Linked DNA regions of Mus musculus: all the other regions are linked to region 2. A link is a contact called in public HiCAR-type and promoter capture Hi-C data. All regions are on one chromosome and are shown on one strand. The core of a region is the stretch at or near the end of the contact, and the rest is flanking DNA. Distances in the headings are between cores, read along the strand shown. Region 1 holds the start of 4831440E17Rik (RIKEN cDNA 4831440E17 gene). Region 2 holds the start of 5031425E22Rik (RIKEN cDNA 5031425E22 gene). Region 3 holds the start of Ptpn12 (protein tyrosine phosphatase, non-receptor type 12).

The links. Promoter capture Hi-C pulls out the DNA fragments that hold promoters and counts their contacts. HiCAR-type assays count read pairs that join an accessible place to other places.
Region 1: a promoter capture Hi-C map of pre-B cells shows a contact between it and region 2, with 6 times the contacts expected there. The contact joins the promoter of 4831440E17Rik here to the promoter of 5031425E22Rik in region 2. A contact is called at or near these places in 3 of 39 promoter capture datasets (the C10 cell line, cranial neural crest and pre-B cells), 1 of 115 datasets of contacts at active chromatin or transcription factors (cardiomyocytes) and 1 of 9 other capture datasets (liver).
Region 3: a HiCAR-type map of astrocytes shows a contact between it and region 2, with 3 times the contacts expected there. The contact joins the promoter of Ptpn12 here to the promoter of 5031425E22Rik in region 2. A contact is called at or near these places in 2 of 39 promoter capture datasets (hippocampal neurons and liver), 3 of 115 datasets of contacts at active chromatin or transcription factors (astrocytes, pro-B cells and trophoblast stem cells) and 1 of 9 other capture datasets (liver).

Annotation. Positions count from the first base shown.
Region 1 is chr5:25,497,678-25,501,258 of GRCm38.p6, reverse strand. 4831440E17Rik (RIKEN cDNA 4831440E17 gene) reads right to left here and starts at 1,462. Exons shown (of 1, transcript NR_030700.1): 1 at 1-1,462. Kmt2c (lysine (K)-specific methyltransferase 2C) reads left to right here and starts at 2,476. Exons shown (of 59, transcript NM_001081383.2): 1 at 2,476-2,869. The coding sequence starts at 2,709.
Region 2 is chr5:23,431,154-23,434,771 of GRCm38.p6, reverse strand. 5031425E22Rik (RIKEN cDNA 5031425E22 gene) reads left to right here and starts at 1,436. Exons shown (of 3, transcript NR_165300.1): 1 at 1,436-1,562. Kmt2e (lysine (K)-specific methyltransferase 2E) reads right to left here and starts at 308. Exons shown (of 26, transcript NM_026984.2): 1 at 1-308.
Region 3 is chr5:21,053,837-21,057,238 of GRCm38.p6, reverse strand. Ptpn12 (protein tyrosine phosphatase, non-receptor type 12) reads left to right here and starts at 1,328. Exons shown (of 18, transcript NM_011203.3): 1 at 1,328-1,590. The coding sequence starts at 1,492. It overlaps Gm42221 (a long non-coding RNA gene), which reads right to left and starts at 1,172. Exons shown (of 4, transcript XR_880864.3): 1 at 768-1,172.

The DNA.
Region 1 (3,581 bases), core at 213-2,712, 2.1 Mb before region 2:
ACTATGTAGTCTTGGTTGGGTTGTCTTATGCAGACCATGCTGTCCCCAAACTCATAGAGATCCATCTGCCTGTCTTTCTAGTCCTGGTATTAAAGGTATGGGCCACTATACCTGGTTCCATGCCCATTCCTCTATTTTAACCATAGCAACAATAATATAACGTTTAATTTTTTTAGATGAATACTTTTCTTATTCTAGTATCAAAAGAAAAAGGCTTTATTTTAAAAGTTTATATTTAAAAGCCAGGTCCAGGGGCTGGAGAGCTGGCTTAGCGATTCAGAGCACTGTTCTTGCAGGAAACTGGAGTTGATTTCCAGTGCCCACATGGCAGCTCACAATTGCCTGTAACCTCAATCTAGGGGACTGAACACCTTCTGGCCTTCTCAGGTATCTCCACGTACATGGTGTACATAAACTCATGCGGACACGAATACAAACAAAAAACATTTCTTAAAAAAAATCTTTAAAAACGATTCCGTCTAGGGATAAAACTCAGTGGTGGAGTGTTAGCTTAGCTGTGTGTGCAGTTCTGGGTTCAATATACCACAACGACAAGTAATTTAATTTGTCTAGAAACCCCAATTTCCTCTCTCCTTTTAATTTGTAGCTTACCTTTCATATGGCAGCTTTCTTCCCTGCTCCAAGCTTCCTTTGACTGTACATATAATAAAGCTGAAAAGGCCTGCAAGGGATTAAACTTGCAATCAATTCAAATGATTCAACGATTCAACTTTAGCCACTGCAAATAAACAAACAAACAAATGATTACAGCTATAATATGCACTAGACGATCAAAGTTTGATCCAGATGCGAAGCCCAGTTCAATGTTAATAGCCTGGCTATTGGGTGGCAGGAAGGTGAACAGGACCTCTAGAAACAAGTGTATTCTTTTTGCCCAGCATTGAAACTGTTGAGAATGGAAAGAACTGATCGCAAAGTGCGCTCGGATTCCAGGCTCCGAGCAGCTCAGCGCCTGACAGGCTACTCTAAGCCTTCCACGCCGCTCCACAGATCCGTTTTCCCATCTCTACTATTTCTCACTCCTACAAGGCAATCCATAGTGCAAACGAAACGCGGCGTCCTGGGCAATTCTGGCCCCATTTTTAACGAATCGTTTTTTTTTTTTTAATGGGAAACAGCTTAGCAGTATTTCCATTTTTAAATCTTGAGCACACACAACGTTCACGCTGATGCATTTCTCTCGGTGTAGAGACATTTTTTTCCCACTCAACCTGTCCGCTTGGTTTTTTGTACGGCAGCCTCCGGTCTCACGGTGTTTAAAACATGACGTCGGACGGAGAAACTACAGCTGGAGTTAGGATCTAACGTTGTCCTGCCACGGTTGCGCCGCACTAGGGAAGCCTACGTGGGACTCCGCCAGGCCTGGAGCGGCCCACGCCCGCAGGGGGTCGCGGACGCACGTGCGCGCACCGCACGCGGGTGCACGCTCCGGAGTGTTTACATCGATCCCTCCCCCCTCCTCCGGCCGGGCTGGACCCTGATCCCGGATGCCCGGTCCGCAGCTTAGCGCCCGCCAGAGCCCGAGTTGCAGCCACCGCCGCGTCAGAGCGGGCGGGGGAGGGGCGGTGAGGTCAGCGGCGGCGGCCGGGTAGCGCGGGGCGCATGCGCGGACTCAGCCCCGTGAGTGGCAGCAGCGCGCTGGGGGCGGGGGCGGGAGGCGCCTGTGTGTGGGCGAGCCGGCGGCGAGTTTGAGAGGTCTGTGGTGCGGGTCGCCCCGGGGGACCCGGGTGCAGGCCTCGCGCGACGGCCACTGCCGTGTGCGTGTGTTGTTTGTGTGGTGAACGCACAGCCGCAAAACTTCCTCCTTTGCTGCCCCCAGAGAGAGAGCGGGCGTGGGGGAGCGTTCGCGAGCGAGCGAGAGGGATCCCAGCGTGAGGGAGCCAAGCTTGATGGGGCCGAAAGCTAGCGTGAGGGAGCGATCCTGAGCGTGAGGCAGCAAAGCGCCGGCCGGAGAGCGGGCAAACGATAGGGAAGAGCGAGAGCTAGCCGTGCGTTGAACCGAGCGTGAGGGAGCTAGCCACAGGGAACGCCGTGAGCGAGCAGTGTGTGAGGGAGCGATCGCCAGCGCGCGACCGAGGGGCCGGCGCTCGCACCACCCCGGAACCCACCACAACAACTGGAGCAGCTGTCAAAACTTCGCCGCGGCGTGGGCCTGACGGGCTGACGGCGCGGGGGAGGGGTGGCTGGCCCCGCCCCGGCCCGGCCCGGCCCGCCGCCCCCCTCCGCGGCCCTTTCTCCTCCCGCCGCGGGCGGCCTGGGGGAGGGGCCGGGCGGAGACCCCTGCGGCCGCCCCCGGCCCGCGCCCCTCGCGTCGCGCCCCGCCCCGCCCCGCTCGGCGCCGCCCTCCGGCCCGGCCCCGCCGGCCCCAGCCTTGGCCGCGGCGCCCCGCCCCGCGCGGCCGGCCCCGCCCGCCCCGCCCGCTTGCCCGCCGCCCCCCGCCGGCCCCTGCGCGCCGAGTGCGCGCGCCCGCGCCGATGTGTGTGAGTGCGTGTCCTGCTAGCTCCATGTTGCCGCCTCTCCCGGTACCTGCTGCTGCTGCTGCTGCTCCCGGGGCTGCGGGAAATGCGAGAGGCTGAGCCGGGGAGGAGCAACTCGAGCAGCAGCAGCGGCGGCGGCTGCGGCCGCTGCGGCGGGAGGAGCCCCCCAGGAGGAGGACGGGGATCCATGTGTCTTTCCTGGTGACTAGGATGTCGTCGGAGGAGGACCGGAGCGCGGAGCAGCAGCAGCCGCCGCCAGCACCCCCCGAGGAGCCCGGAGCCCCGGCCCCGAGCCCCGCAGCCGCAGACAAAAGACCTCGGGGCCGGCCTCGCAAAGATGGCGCTTCCCCTTTCCAGAGAGCCAGAAAGAAGTAAGTTGAGCGCGAGGGAGCCAGGCGGGCGGCCAGCGGCGGCGCGGCCCGGAGCTGTCAGGCCCCCGGCCCGGTGGGGGCGGGGCGGCCCAGGCGCGGCCCGGTTCGGCGGCGCCCGCGCAGGTCCCGCCGGCCGCGCCGCGCACTTTACTTTGGAGTTCGGCCTCGCTTCTGGGAGAACCGCCCGGCGGCTTCCCCAGGGCCTAGCCCGGCGTCCGCACACGCCCCGCCGAGCACGCCCAGCTTGCTGCCGGCCCGGCCTCTCGGAGCCACAAAGCTGTGGGCGCCAGGGACGGAGCTGTCAAACGCCGCGGCCGGGTGGTCCGGGTGCGGCGGCCGGCGCTCTTTGTCAGCTCGCGGCTCCTTTAACTTTTCTTGCTCCCAGACCGGTGCTTTTGCTTCTTAATGATACATTAGGAAGCCATTCGAGCCTGTCCTCCCCATCCCCCACCGCCCCGAACCGCACCGCCCGGCTCCGCAGCCGGCGCTCGGGATCGCACGGGCCCAGGTGTAAGCGGGCGAGTCGGAGTTTCGGGAACGCGGCCGGGTTCCGCGGCGCTGACGGCCCAGAGCACTTTGTTTAGGGGAGACAGCTTTAAACGTCGCTGGACGAGTAACTTCAACTCCAGCTGGGCAGGCAATGGCTTTCGATTGTTTTTGAGCGTCCGTGAGGACTGTGCCGGGTGGATGAACTGGGCAAGAAGTGTTGTCT
Region 2 (3,618 bases), core at 187-2,686:
CACACCAGACACCCGAACCCTGTTATCGGCTCGACCCCGGGCGAGGTTCTCCACACCTCAGCGCTCGGTCGACCCCCGACGACAGCCACTGCGGTCGCAGAACCGACTCCACACCCCCTCCCCAAGCAGCAGCGCGCAGCGTCTTCAGTGGGAACCCAAGAGTCGGGCACTGCGGGCCACGGCAGGAATGACGAGGAGACGCTGAGGCTGCTCCGAGTGTCTATGCCCCCTCTGCTGCCGCTCCCGAACGCAGGCTCGATCTCCGACTCGGCCCCCTGCGCCCGCTCAGTGTCACTGCTTCTCGCTCTGGGAAAATGGCGGCGGCGACGGCGGCGGCGGCGGCGGCAGCGGCGGCGGCGGCGGCGGCAAGCGCACGGGGCCCGCCCGCCCCGCTCCGCAGGGGCAGGGGGGAGGGGACGAAGCTACTCGCCGCCATCTTGGTTATGGGCTGCGGCCCGACGCGGCCTCTCCGCCGAGGCGTGGAGACGTCACGCTAGAGGCCGCGAGCTGGCCAGACACTCCGTCTTTCCCACAACAGGTGCATTCATCCATCCGCCGACGGTTGGGGAGGTCTTGCTAGCTGGTGGGCTTGGCTCTTTACCCGTTGTCCCCGAGTAGCCCTCAAGCCTGGATGTAGGTGAGCGTGAGGATGCTACTAGTGGGTAGAAGGATGACAGCAGGGACGGGGACGACCCCCCTCCCATCACTTCCTAAGGTGATGCACTTGCTCCTACCCCCCAAGCAGCCTCAGTCCCGGCAGCCCCCTCCCCCCGGCCTGGCCTGCCAGCTCAGGGTGAGCCCGGTCGGATTGTCACTCGACGCCCACTAGTGGCTGAGGAGGCTCCAGTGCGCAGGCTCCGGGCACCGGATAAAAGCGGAGCTGGCGAGTCCCGCGCTGTCTCGATGGAGGAGCGAGAAACGCAAGAGGTCGGGGGGAGAAGCCGCAGAAAAAATTGCAGCCATCGTCAGCGCCGCCTCCCTGCCACCGTGTATGGGGTAAAAGCTGCCGTTGCCGCTGCCGGTGCAGTCGCTGCCGCCGCCTCCTATACTTCTTAGCACCGGGGAAGGATTCCCCGCCGCGGGACAGTGTGCTGGGCGGGGAGCGGGAGTTCGTTTGTGTGGCGGTGATTAAACGAGGGAGGGACAGAGCTGGTTTCTCGAACCGAAAAGGGGAGGCCAAGGAACAAAACAGGGTTCTCCACTAAAATCACACAGCGATTACGGATCTGGCTTTGGGGGCCTTTCCCCGGAATGGCGGTTTCCGTCTTCTTGGCCCGCAGCACGACCTTGGGTGCTCCGTAAGAGGAGTGGGGAGAGGCAGAGGCGGTGTCGGCAGCCAATCGGCGTCTGGTGATTTCTGTCGGGCGCGTAGGGATTGGCTGACGATGACCTCATGCTGCAGCAGCGGGTGGGGCCAGAGTCGTCGGGGGTGGCTGTTGCAAAGGCAGAGAGTGAGAAGTGATGACGGTGATCGTTGTCGCCGCGTCTTCTGTGGAACCCAAGCAGTGCCGAAGGAAGTCGCAAGGCTCTTCCCCGACCTTTTGCTCCTCTCCCTGCGCGAGGTGAGGGCCCTGGCTCGGCCTCTGCGAGACTTTGGGGCGCTGGTGCGGCCGTGGAGGCGCAATTTCTCCTGTGACTTTTGTAACTGCGTCAGGGCAAGATGGCGCTGGGTCTCCTTGGGGCGCGGGGGGAGAGGCACGTCCACCGCCGCCGCAGCGCATGTGACCGGCTGCATTCCTGTGGGGTTTGGCGGGGACCCAGGCAGGGCGGGGGAGGGGACCGGGTTTGGGCGGAGGAGATGGTGGTGCGGTCGGCGTTGGCTGCCCGAAGAGGAAGAGATGACTGTTTGAAAGCTCTTCCCCTCCCCCACTCCCCGCAGCAGAACTGCTGCGGGGGGGGGGGGAGCCCCTGAAAGGACACTCCTTTCGGGGTGTGCCAGCCACTGGTGGAGGAGAAGGTTTGACGCCTTCTTATATCTGCCTTTCTCCTTGCAAAGTATGCTTACGTAAGGTGGCAGTTCCCTCCTGTAAGCCAACTAGGAGGCCCTGAGTGTCACTGGTATGGGTAACAAGGACAGGTTAGGCTCTGAAGGCACCACAGGTAGGAGTGTTGATTATTTCAGACAAAACATAAAGTTTGGGGGGTCTGAATAGAAGACTACAGCATTCTCAGAGTTTGAAAGCAAGTGAATAACACCCAGGAACACTTAGGGTTTCTAGGCAGACAGCGATTAAGGACTGCATCACAGTCTGAACGGAAGGGCCCTGTCAAACCTTCTCCTTAGATTCTTTGTGTTCATTACCCTCCCTGTCTGTACATCCCGTGAGAGAGTTTAAGTAATCTTACTGGTGAGGGTTGCCTTTTCAAATATAAGTATTCTTAGTAATTTTAGTATTTTGTTCTGTATGAAACTGAAAGGTCATTTTCTATACTTCACGTTGCATTTTGTCGTCCTTTTAAAAATAAAAAATGGAATTACAAATGCTTCTGGTAAATATTCGTTAAAGCTCTCTATCCTGCGTCTTTAAAGCACATTTGCAATAGCATAAAACGTATTTTTAGTGGGACTTAGGGATGGGAATGAGGGCTCGAATGGGTTTTGCTATTTAATAGCCTAGACTAGCTTGGAACTCATACTCCTGCCCACCCTCCTATTGCTAGGATTACAGGCTCTGCCTGGGTACTATTTCAACAAAACACTGTATTTGGTGCTGAGAGAAAATGAATGCCTACTAGGCCTAGAAACTTCATTAACCTGGGCCATGGTTATGTTAATTTATGTTTATTTTTAGCGGTAGACTCTTTGTAGTTGGAAATCAAGATTTGGTTTGTAGCATTTTTGTTATTAGGTAACAATGAGAATGAGCGAAAGTCAGTATTTTAAATGGAGTTATGTATTACAAAGAGTTTAACAAATTCAAAGCTTTTTGTTCCTGCTTATCTATTAAAATGGACATTTTGTATAATTGTGGAATAACCTTTTTTGTTTCTCTGTCAATTCCCTTGCTCCTTTATCCTAACATCATTTTTTTTTCCTTAGAAAAAGAACTAAATATGAAGCCGTTTGTGTTAATAAGGGAAAGAGGCCATTTTTTAGGCAAATGGAGATGAATCCTTTGTATGCTTCCAAATTCCTTCCAGTTATTGACTCCATGAAATTCATAAACTCTTAATATTTCTTTACCTTTTTTTTAAACTGGCATTTCAAATTCTTGAGCTAGACATGATAGCACAAAGTCATCTCAAAAAGATTACAGAATAGTACACAACCTTTATTTTTATTTATTGTTCACTTGTAATCTTAACAACAAATTTGCTGAGGTGCTAAAATACTTATCATCTCAAAGTAGACGTGTGTATTTGTTCCTGTCTGGAGGAACCCTTCCCACCCACGTCCAGGAAGACAGCTTTAGTGTCCTCCATGCCTCTTCAAACTCCTCACGTGCTTTGGTCCATTGTTCATAATGGTGACCAAACGCACTGATAGACAATTGATAAGAGCTTGGGTGGACTCGAACTCCTTTAGAGATTATAAGATTAAACACTGTCCTAATGGACTATAAACTAAAAATACTGGCTCGAGTTTTTCCAGAGGCTGTTTTGAACAGAGTTTAGATG
Region 3 (3,402 bases), core at 79-2,578, 2.4 Mb after region 2:
AGTATGGAAAGCATCTCTTGAAATGCTTTGAGAGAAGTGAGTTGGTACATATCAGATGCATTATTTCCTGTATTTTATTTTAAAGTGTAACTGTATATTGCTACTCACATGTGTTGTCTTCGATTTTCTTTTTAATTAAATTTCACAGTGCGGCCAAATATCGGTTTAGGAAATGTTTCCTGCATTGATATTTCCTATCTTAAGCATATTTCCTGGCAGCCTGTTCTGTGAAAACATGTTTTTTGTTTGTGGGTGTAGGTGACCAAAGTCAGTCCATGGATCAAATCCCTCAGTTGTGCAACTGTGTACTACTACAAACTCTCGTCCTTTCGAGAAAAAGTAAAAGTTAGAGTCAAAGTAAAAGAACCTGCGTTTTAGTTCTGACTCCACATGAACATGTTGGGGGGGTGAACTTTGGACAAATCATTTCTATTTATGAAAGGACAGATTGCATCAGCACGCTCTCTGTCTGCTAAGAGTCACAAATTCTATTCTACGAAAGAATGTCACCCATTCAACTCTGAAACCGTGAGAATTTAAAGATAGGAAGCAATATTGTCTTCCTCTTGGCAAAAAAAGGTGCAATGAGAAAGATGCATTACGAATTAAGAGCTTTCCCTCACTGGGATTAGAAAGATTGCGAAGAGTAAACCCTTTCACTCTGGAAACTATTGGCTTCTCCTAGCCAAAGTGCCAAAGCCTTGGGAGACCCTCACCAAGGCATTCGTAAAGCGAAGGTGAAGGCTCTACTACAGTTCCCAGCATACCTCTGTCCCACCCTGCTCCGGGCACTCCTGCAGGCGGGTCTTGTAGTCCCAGCCCGCGGCCGGCAGTAGCGCTGAAGCACTTTTGGAATCAGCTTTCCCTCCCCGCCAAACCCGGAGGCCGCAAGCCCCATCTGAAGTTTACTGTCTGACCCACTGGGCTTGGCCGGGCTTCCAGACGTAGGACGTCCACCAGAAGCCAGCCTCACCGCAGCGAGCGGCGAGCGCCCTAGGAGAGGGCCACGCCCCGGAAGCGGCTTCCAGCCACTCAGAGCGGGCGGGGGCGGGCCCGGGCGGGCGTGCGGGGGCGGCTGGGTCTTCGCTCTGGGGCGGGGCCGCCGTACGAGCCCGCGCGTCTGGGTGGCGGCGGGGGCGCGCCCGTGGGGAGAGGCGGCTGCGGCTGCTGGTGGGGGGTGGGGGGGGAGGCAGAACCGGGAAGGGGGCAGGGCGAACTGAGAGCCGTGTTCCTGAGGCGGCGGCGTCTCGGACTGAGGAGGGCGGGGAAGGAGGATGGGGCAGGCTGGGGGTTGGGGCCGGCGCTAGCCCGCGGCTCGCCTCGTAGTAGGGGAAAGCGACGCTGCTCTTTAAGTTGCGCGGGGAGCCCGGCCGGTGCCGCCGCAGCCGCAGCCGCCTGGCGCGGCGGGGAGGGAGGGCGGGCCGGAGCGAGCTGGGGAAGACGGAGCGGGCGCTGCGGCGCGCGGGCGGGCGGCGGGGGGGACGCGGGAGGATGGAGCAAGTGGAGATCCTGAGGAGGTTCATCCAGAGGGTCCAGGCCATGAAGAGTCCGGATCACAATGGGGAGGACAACTTCGCCCGGGACTTCATGGTGAGTGTCCGTTCTCGCCGGCGCCTCGTGTCGCCAGCCGCCGAGCTCCCCTCGCCTCTCCCGGTCGGTCGGGGCTGCCAGCGCTTTGTGTGCGGTGCGAGGACAGGCGCGGGGCGCGCGCCCAGCCGCGAGCGCCGTCGGCGAGCTTGCGGGAGGCGAGGTCACCCCCGCCCCTCAGCCTCTCTTTTCCGCGGCCGCTACCTGCGCTCCCCGGCCCAGCCCGCTCCGGCCCCGCCGCCCGCGACTACCTATTGTCTCCCCGGCCGGGCGGCGGCGGCTGGAGTGCGGGCTCGCCTTCCCACGCCTGCCTTCCCCGCCTGCCCCTCCGGGGAGGGTCGAGGCGAGCTGTCTGGCTGCGGCCAGCGGAGCGGCTCGAGGCTGCCGGAGAGCGAGGGTGTAGAGCATTAACTCGCTGGGTCCCTGTACGGATGCCGGCCTTGGTCCGAGTGGACGGCAGGACGACTCCGTGTCTGGGTTCACAGTTATTAGCTCAGCGCTTGCCAGAGGCTTGACCATAAGGAATCTCATGGTTTACCTGATCTCCATTTATCTGGTCAGGTTTCTTTTCGTCCTGAGACCCAGGTTTGAGGTGGCTGTGAGGCCAGTGTGACTTTAGATCGAAAAGGGAGGGGGATATCAGTGTGGATGGGGGTTATCCTGAAGGAAGCTCACTCCGGACTTGAGGGGATATTGCCGAAGCCGGAGGGGATGTGACTATCACTTCCTATCCGGGGTGGGGGTGGGGAAGCTGGGAACAATAGTCATGGTAGGGTGGAGGCGACTATATGGGCTGAAGCCCTGGGAGATAACCTTCCCGTCCCCCCTTTTCCGCCACCCCCCTTTCCGCCCTCTGCTTGTGTAGGCAGGCTTGAGTGAGTGGAGGTGGGGGTTAAAAGTCTAGTATGTGAAATTTCTCTAGGTGCATAATTGGAGAGAGGGTATCAATTCCGAAGGCGTGGGACCAGAAGCTGACTTCCTACATTACCCCCTCCTCGCTCCTTTTATTTTTCTGTTGGACAATGTTCCCTCTAGGGTTGTTTCCCGGCTTTGGAGGCGGTGGTTGCGGCTGCTGCTCCTACGGATGTTGCGCAAGACTGGGGCGTTGTAAACCCTGGAGGTCTGGGGAATGGAAAAGGAAATGGGACTTTGGGAAGTCCTTCGCTCTTTAGCGGGGGTTGGGAATAGCAAATGAACTAGGGAAAATTTTGCTCTGGACAAGGTGCACTTCTAAGAATAATCAGTTCATCTGAAATTTGGTTATGAAAAGCCATATGCAGTTGAGGTCTATAAAAATGAGTGGCTACGAAACATTTGCTAGTTTTTATTTAAAGTGCAAATGAAGTGATTTTTAGTACTGAAGTGGGTGTTCACATTTTAAAGAGATTTCTGTCTAGTAAAACTTTAGTGTTAAAATTGTTAATGGCTTGAAAAGTAGACTGTTAGCCTTGCACAGTATTAGTAGTATTGTGGGGTTTTGTGACTTCCACCTTGCAGTTTTATAAAAATAGAAAGTAGGAACAAGATACAGTGAGGACTGAAAATGTAGATCAAAGTCCAGTTATTCCTTATTTTAAACATTTTCTGATATTTAGATGATGTTTTGGAAAAAGTACTTTTCTTCTTACCATCGAATTTTGATGGTTAGTATCTGTTGAATGATATCATTTGCAAACATTGGAAAGAGCCCTCCTTTTACTACTCTATAGTAAATGTAGAAGAAAACAGTTCATTGAGGGTGTGTAGAACTAGTGGCTTGTCATAGAAGGGGCCTTGTGGCCCTGGCTGTTGGTCGAATGCTTGCTATCTTGCTGT